2 separate regions of the Mus musculus genome follow, and region 1 is linked to region 2. A link is a contact called in public HiChIP or PLAC-seq data. All regions are on one chromosome and are shown on one strand. Each heading gives the region's core, a stretch centred on a gene start, on an enhancer-like site or on the middle of the called end of the contact. The rest is flanking DNA. Distances are from core to core; before and after follow the strand shown.

Evidence for each region. HiChIP or PLAC-seq counts read pairs in DNA pulled down with a chosen protein or histone mark.
Region 1: an H3K27ac HiChIP or PLAC-seq map of cardiomyocytes shows a contact between it and region 2, with 11 times the contacts expected there. The contact joins the promoter of Psmd10 here to the promoter of Morc4 in region 2. A contact is called at or near these places in 1 of 39 promoter capture datasets (hippocampal neurons) and 1 of 115 datasets of contacts at active chromatin or transcription factors (cardiomyocytes).

Annotation. Positions count from the first base shown.
Region 1 is chrX:140,955,083-140,957,960 of GRCm38.p6, forward strand. Psmd10 (proteasome (prosome, macropain) 26S subunit, non-ATPase, 10) reads right to left here and starts at 1,629. Exons shown (of 5, transcript NM_016883.4): 1 at 1,472-1,629. The coding sequence starts at 1,585. Atg4a (autophagy related 4A, cysteine peptidase) reads left to right here and starts at 1,825. Exons shown (of 13, transcript NM_174875.5): 1 at 1,825-1,889. The coding sequence starts at 1,880.
Region 2 is chrX:139,870,281-139,872,980 of GRCm38.p6, forward strand. Morc4 (microrchidia 4) reads right to left here and starts at 1,374. Exons shown (of 17, transcript NM_001193309.1): 1 at 992-1,374; 2 at 790-862. The coding sequence starts at 1,093.

The DNA of each region.
Region 1 (2,878 bases), core at 379-2,878, 1.1 Mb after region 2:
TGGGCGTGGGGAGGCCAGATGCAATGAATCCCCCTGCAGCTGGAGTTACAGGAAGTTGGGAAAAAAGGAAGGTATGTGTTCCTAACCACTGGGCCACCTCTGCAGTCCTGCCGAGGTTTCTTTAAAACAGAATCCTAAAGGCCATGACTGTTCACCTCTAATTATTTCAGCACCTAAAAAATAAAATCACTTTTGTAAAACAAACAAGCACAAGATCATTATTGGACCTTTTAAAGTGACATTCCTTAACTCTTTGTCATGGTGGTAATGCAAACCTTCCAGAACTTGGGAGGCTGGACAGGAGGATCTTCATTGGAAGGACAGCCTGGATTACATAGGGAGATCATATCTTAAATAACAACAAAAAATTTACATAAAGTAAAAAAAATTATCCCACTTAAAACCAATAGTCTCCTATAAGCCCATTTCCAGGTGGTTTACATCTGGATGCAAATAAAGTCTATAAATTAATTGCATTTGGTTGTTGTATTTAACTTCTTAATCCTGATTAGCAGTCTCTTTTATGTCACTGACTCCTTATTTTTAGTGGATTAAGTCTTAATACACGTTATTAAATTTAAACCACATCACCAGACCATCACAAAAGCAAACGCGGTGAACATAGGGGAATTCTACTGTTGAGTAATAAAGGAAAATTCCAGGACAAAAAAAAGCAGTCTCTCCGATTTCTCTTCTAAAAGAGACAACATGGAAGTTCTGAAGTATGATGTACTGTCTTACTAATGTTTAACACTTGCCTCTCAACACAGAAGGCAACCTATGATTTGGAAAGTCACAATAAAAACCTGAGACTTAGTTGATCTGAACAGAAATACTTCCCAATGTCCATTCTCTTTTGTTTGCCACAGTTCACTCGCCCCACATGGAACCCCATTCTTTCTTCACAGTGTAAATCACCTCCCCTTCTATACAAAGCCCTTCCCAACTATTCCTATCATGTCTTCTCCTTCTATGTTCTGAAATGATGTAAACTTCTTTCTGGGGGATTTAAAATATGTAATAAGACATGTACCGTTATTTCATTTATGCCTGTTTTTTTCCGACTTGACTGAAATTCCCAGCTCCTCTCAAACTTCCTGACATACACACAAAGGGCATTTGGTTACTCGTGGGCCACTGACTGGGATTACAACTAAAGAAAAATCCACCTAACAAGCTTTTTTCACAGATCTCCATCGCGCTGTCTCTTAACTCTGGAAATTTCTGAGAAAAGCGGTGGGTGTTCTAGAAATATATGAAATTCAGCAAGCTTAGCTTCCCCTCCCCACCCTGTCCCAAAGTCTCTGAGGGGTTACAGTTGGACCAGGAGTCGTGTTTTAACCCAAGGCTACTAGAGGGAGGAGTGGGCGGGAGGAGCGCAGAAGTGGCCTCACACCAAGTTAGGACCCGGAAGCCATGTAGGGCTTCGTTGACACCCGCTGCTAGGCGACAAGCCCTCGGGCTGGTTTACCTGATCAGTTCTAGTAGCCAGAGATTTATCAGCCAAAATGCGCTCCTTCAACTCATCCAGCTTCCCACTGTAGGCCAGGTTACAGATCATTATGTTAGACACACACCCCTCCATTTCGCCTTCCCAAGACCTCCGTGAAACTCAAGCCCCGCCCACTCGCATTTCCTGTTCCGGCGACCAATCAAAGTACTAGAAATTCTCCAATCACTGATCTTTGTTTTCCTTGTAGCCCCGCCCATAGCCTGGAGCTTCTGGGAGTTGCAGTTTGAAAGCAGATCCAGGCCTGGAGGCGTCTTTGGAAGTCACTCAGTTCCGGGTCCTAGCAAAGTGGAACTACAAGTCCCAGAATCCTTAGAGAAAGCCGTAGTCAAGTTGCCGGTGGAATTGGCCCAGGATGACAGCTGGAGAATGGAGTCAGGTAATGGGAGCGGCTTCTGGTAGTACTGTGTGAAAAAGCTAGGGTGGGTGGTCTTTGGTGGGCCAGTAAGTTGGCCACATGAAATGAAAACTGTAGCAGCGCAAGAGAGTTCTGGGATCCTACAGATCTTGTCCCTCGGGGCCCTCACTTGCAGTGGCAGGCGGAAGGGACAGAGTTGGAGCAGAGTACTACCTCTGAGCTTGAACCATTGACTGTAGCTACCCTCCCCCTCCCTACCACTGTTTAAGGAGTGGAAAGAAGCACAGGCTAGTTACTCTGGCATTTCTCCGGAGTGGCATCAGAGTAAGGCTCTGCTACAACACAGGTTATACATTACACCATACAGAGGTGATGTGCCAGAATGATGCTAAAGACAGGGTGTGATGCCATAGGAGCCACTAGATACCTAAGAGACCTCAGTGAGTAACAGCGGTCACCTTAGGGATATCAGGGTATATGATGTTGTCACTTTAATAACATGGTAATGGCAATTACCATCGAGACTTTGCTAGATTGCTAAGCTAACAATGTGGATTTTTTTTTAAAGGTGAATTTCCAAATAGTGCTGCAGCAGAAGAGATGCAAGGCTTATCTTTTATAGAAAATATCAAAAAAGACATTAGAAAAATGTTAAAGATATATTTTTTAAAGTGACTGATGAAGTTTGTCTCCTTTGTTATGGTATAGAACAGGGCTTAGCAAACTTTTTATATAACGCCAGATCATAGTTATTTTAAGCTTTGCAGGACAGATGATAAAACCAACTCGAGAACACAAGTTATGACAAATGTTAATTGATGAAATTCGGGATATAATAATAGTGGAGTATGTGTTTATATAATGCTTTTAGCTTTTTAAAATTTTGTGTGAGTGTGTTTTCTGCCTGCATGTGTGTCTGTACACCGTGTGAATGTTGGATCCTCTGAGATCTGAGTTAGACAGTGTGAGTTGCCATGTGTGTACTGAGAATTGAACTCAGGTCTTCTGGA
Region 2 (2,700 bases), core at 124-2,623:
CTCTGCTGCATTTTGCGCAGAACTGCTTTTCATCTTTGCCTTTTGAACAGTACATTAGTGCAGAAGCGATGCACTCAGCTCTAAGGAATCAAGTGAATTTTTTTCCTTTTTTTTTTTTTTTTGAGCGAGCACCGGTGCACCCAGAGGTTAAGTCCTTAAGGCCTCCGTATTCATTCCAGCGGTGTGAGGGCGCTCGTGGACTACGGACCCAGCCCTCTGCAGTCTCCGGGAGCCAAATGCACTCGTGTCATCATCTAAGAGATGGCCCATCATTCCTAGACTTAAGTCTCTAAAGTTAAAGAAGTCATTTCCAGATCTTTCCAACTACTCTACAGGGCCCTCTGCACTGTTCCTTTGCCAGCCTGGGGCCCTCTGTCGGTCGCCAGCCTTGGTCAAATCCAGTCGCTTCGGGGCCCGATATTTTTATGCATTGCTCTTTGATTATTAACTAAGAATCCTAAAGTGACTGGAACATCACGATCCAGACAGAACAACAGCGCGGGAACCCTACCAAACTCTTAGTACACACCTCGCTTCCTCGGCTTTCCAGGCACGATCTAGTCCCGTCGCCCCCCTACCCCACCCCACCCCACCTCACCCTACCCCATCCCACCCCACCCTACCCTCCCTGTCCCCCTCCCTAAGAGATCACGGTGGCCGAGCTCCCCCAGCCCGTCCCGAGAGGACCCGCCCCACGCGCCTCGTGCATTCCTCTTGCGTCCACCGCACCACGCTGGCACCTCTGCCTCGGGCTTGCGACCCGCCACCCGGCCCGCCCTCGTCACTCACCTAGCAGCTCCGCGATGGCACTGAAGGGTCGCGTGTGGCTGCTGGAGTTGCTCTGGAGGTAGCGGGGGCTCATCTGGGGGCGAGAGAAGGTTCCGTCCCGCGTGAGGCCTCAGCTCGCCCAGCCCTCCCCGCGCGCCCCCCGCAGCCCTGGGACCCGGGCGCGCTCGCGCGAGTCCGTCCCCTCGGGGGCCCCCGGACCTACCGTGCTCAGGCGGATCCTGAAGGCCTGCGGGACGCTGCCCGCCCGGGCCAGTCCGCCTCCCGGCGTTCCGGGGCCCGCAGGGGCCCCTCGGTACAGGAGCATTTTTTTGGCCGCCAGGATACCGGTTTGCTGCTGCCGGACCCCTGGGCCGGCTGTCCCCGCACTAGATCGCGCTGTCCCCCGACTCGCAGCTGGCGGTGGCCGTCCCGGACTGGCCCTCTCTCGTTCCCACTCGCAGCTGGCAGAGGCGGGGCGCGCTGCAGCCACCTGTCCCCAGCGGGAGGGGTGAAGCCGGAGGAACCCAGCGTCTGCCCGCCCCGCCTTGTCAGCACCTCTCCTGACCCACCGACTGCCAGGGCTGCCCCTGGGCCGTACAGAAATATGGCGATCTCCTGACAGACGCTCCTCCATCCCCGCCCCTAATTAATTCTTGGCGTTTGCCATAGGCCAGGCGGCCGAGCGGGAAAGCGCGAGGGGAGGGGGGATGGCGGTGCGTGGGGAGGGGCGGGAATGTGGCAAGAGGAGGGAGAGCGTGCATGGGATTTCTGGAGTCCCACTTAGGCTTCATGACTAACAGGCAGGATAAGACAAGTCTTTGAATTTCGAAGGACTGCAGTTTTGCTATCTGGGAAGATAGGCTGGAGCTAAGGGGAATTATTCCCACTAGCTACTTCGAAAGCTTATGGAAGCACCAGGAACTTTCTAGAATGCAATTGGCAAACGGCCTACCGATCCTTCAAACCGGCAGGGAGACTTTATAGTAGGAGAAACTGAATTTACTCGCTGCAAATAGGGGGTTGGTTATGTTATAGGATGCGCATAAAGTAATATGCAGCTTTGTGTGTTTGTGCTCTTGGGGGCGCATCGTTTGCACACCACTGACATTTGAAGGCCTGGTGTCTCTGGGACTGCGGTTCCAAACTCACACAGCCATGCTTTTTCAACAGTCTTTAAAATTATTGCGCTTGCTTATTTTGTGTGATTGTGTGTCTGTGTGCACGTGTGGCGATCAGCACACAATTTGAGGGAGTTAAGTTCTCACCTTCCACCTTCTGTAAGTTTGGGGTTCTCAGGTCTTGTGACAAGCACCTTCATCCCTGAGCCATTTCCCTGCCCCTATATTCCACTTTTAAAGGGCATGCCTGCTGTGAGTCTACATTTACCTGTGCTGTGGAGTCATCATGTAGTGTTGACAGCAAACCCAGGTCCTGGAAGGGCACACTACGCAAGCACCCCTACCACCATTATCACTACTCCCAACCCTGTGAGCACTGGGGTTGCAGTCATTTTTATGTGGGTGCTGGGGATCTGAACTGGGGTTCTCAGACTTGTATGGCAAATGTTTTACCAACTGGGCCACTTCTCCAGACTCCTTTTTCTGTGTGTGTGTGCGCGCGCGCACGCAGGTGTATATGTGTTCTTATGGGTGGCGAGGTTTTCACGTGTCCATTTGTACATGGAAGCCAAAGGTCATCATCTTGTTTGTTGAGACAGGGTCTTTCAACAGCCTAGAAATCACTAAGTAAGCATGGGGTGATTAGCCAGCCAGCAATCTGCTTATTTCCGTCTCTCTCGGTGGTGGTGGTGGTGGTAAGGATTACAAAAGGACACTAACCCTGGCTTTTTCCTTTTTTTTTTTTTTTTTAAGAACACGAGGTCTGGGGATTGAACTTAGGTCCTTTTCCTTGCACAGCAAGCGCTTTCCCAAC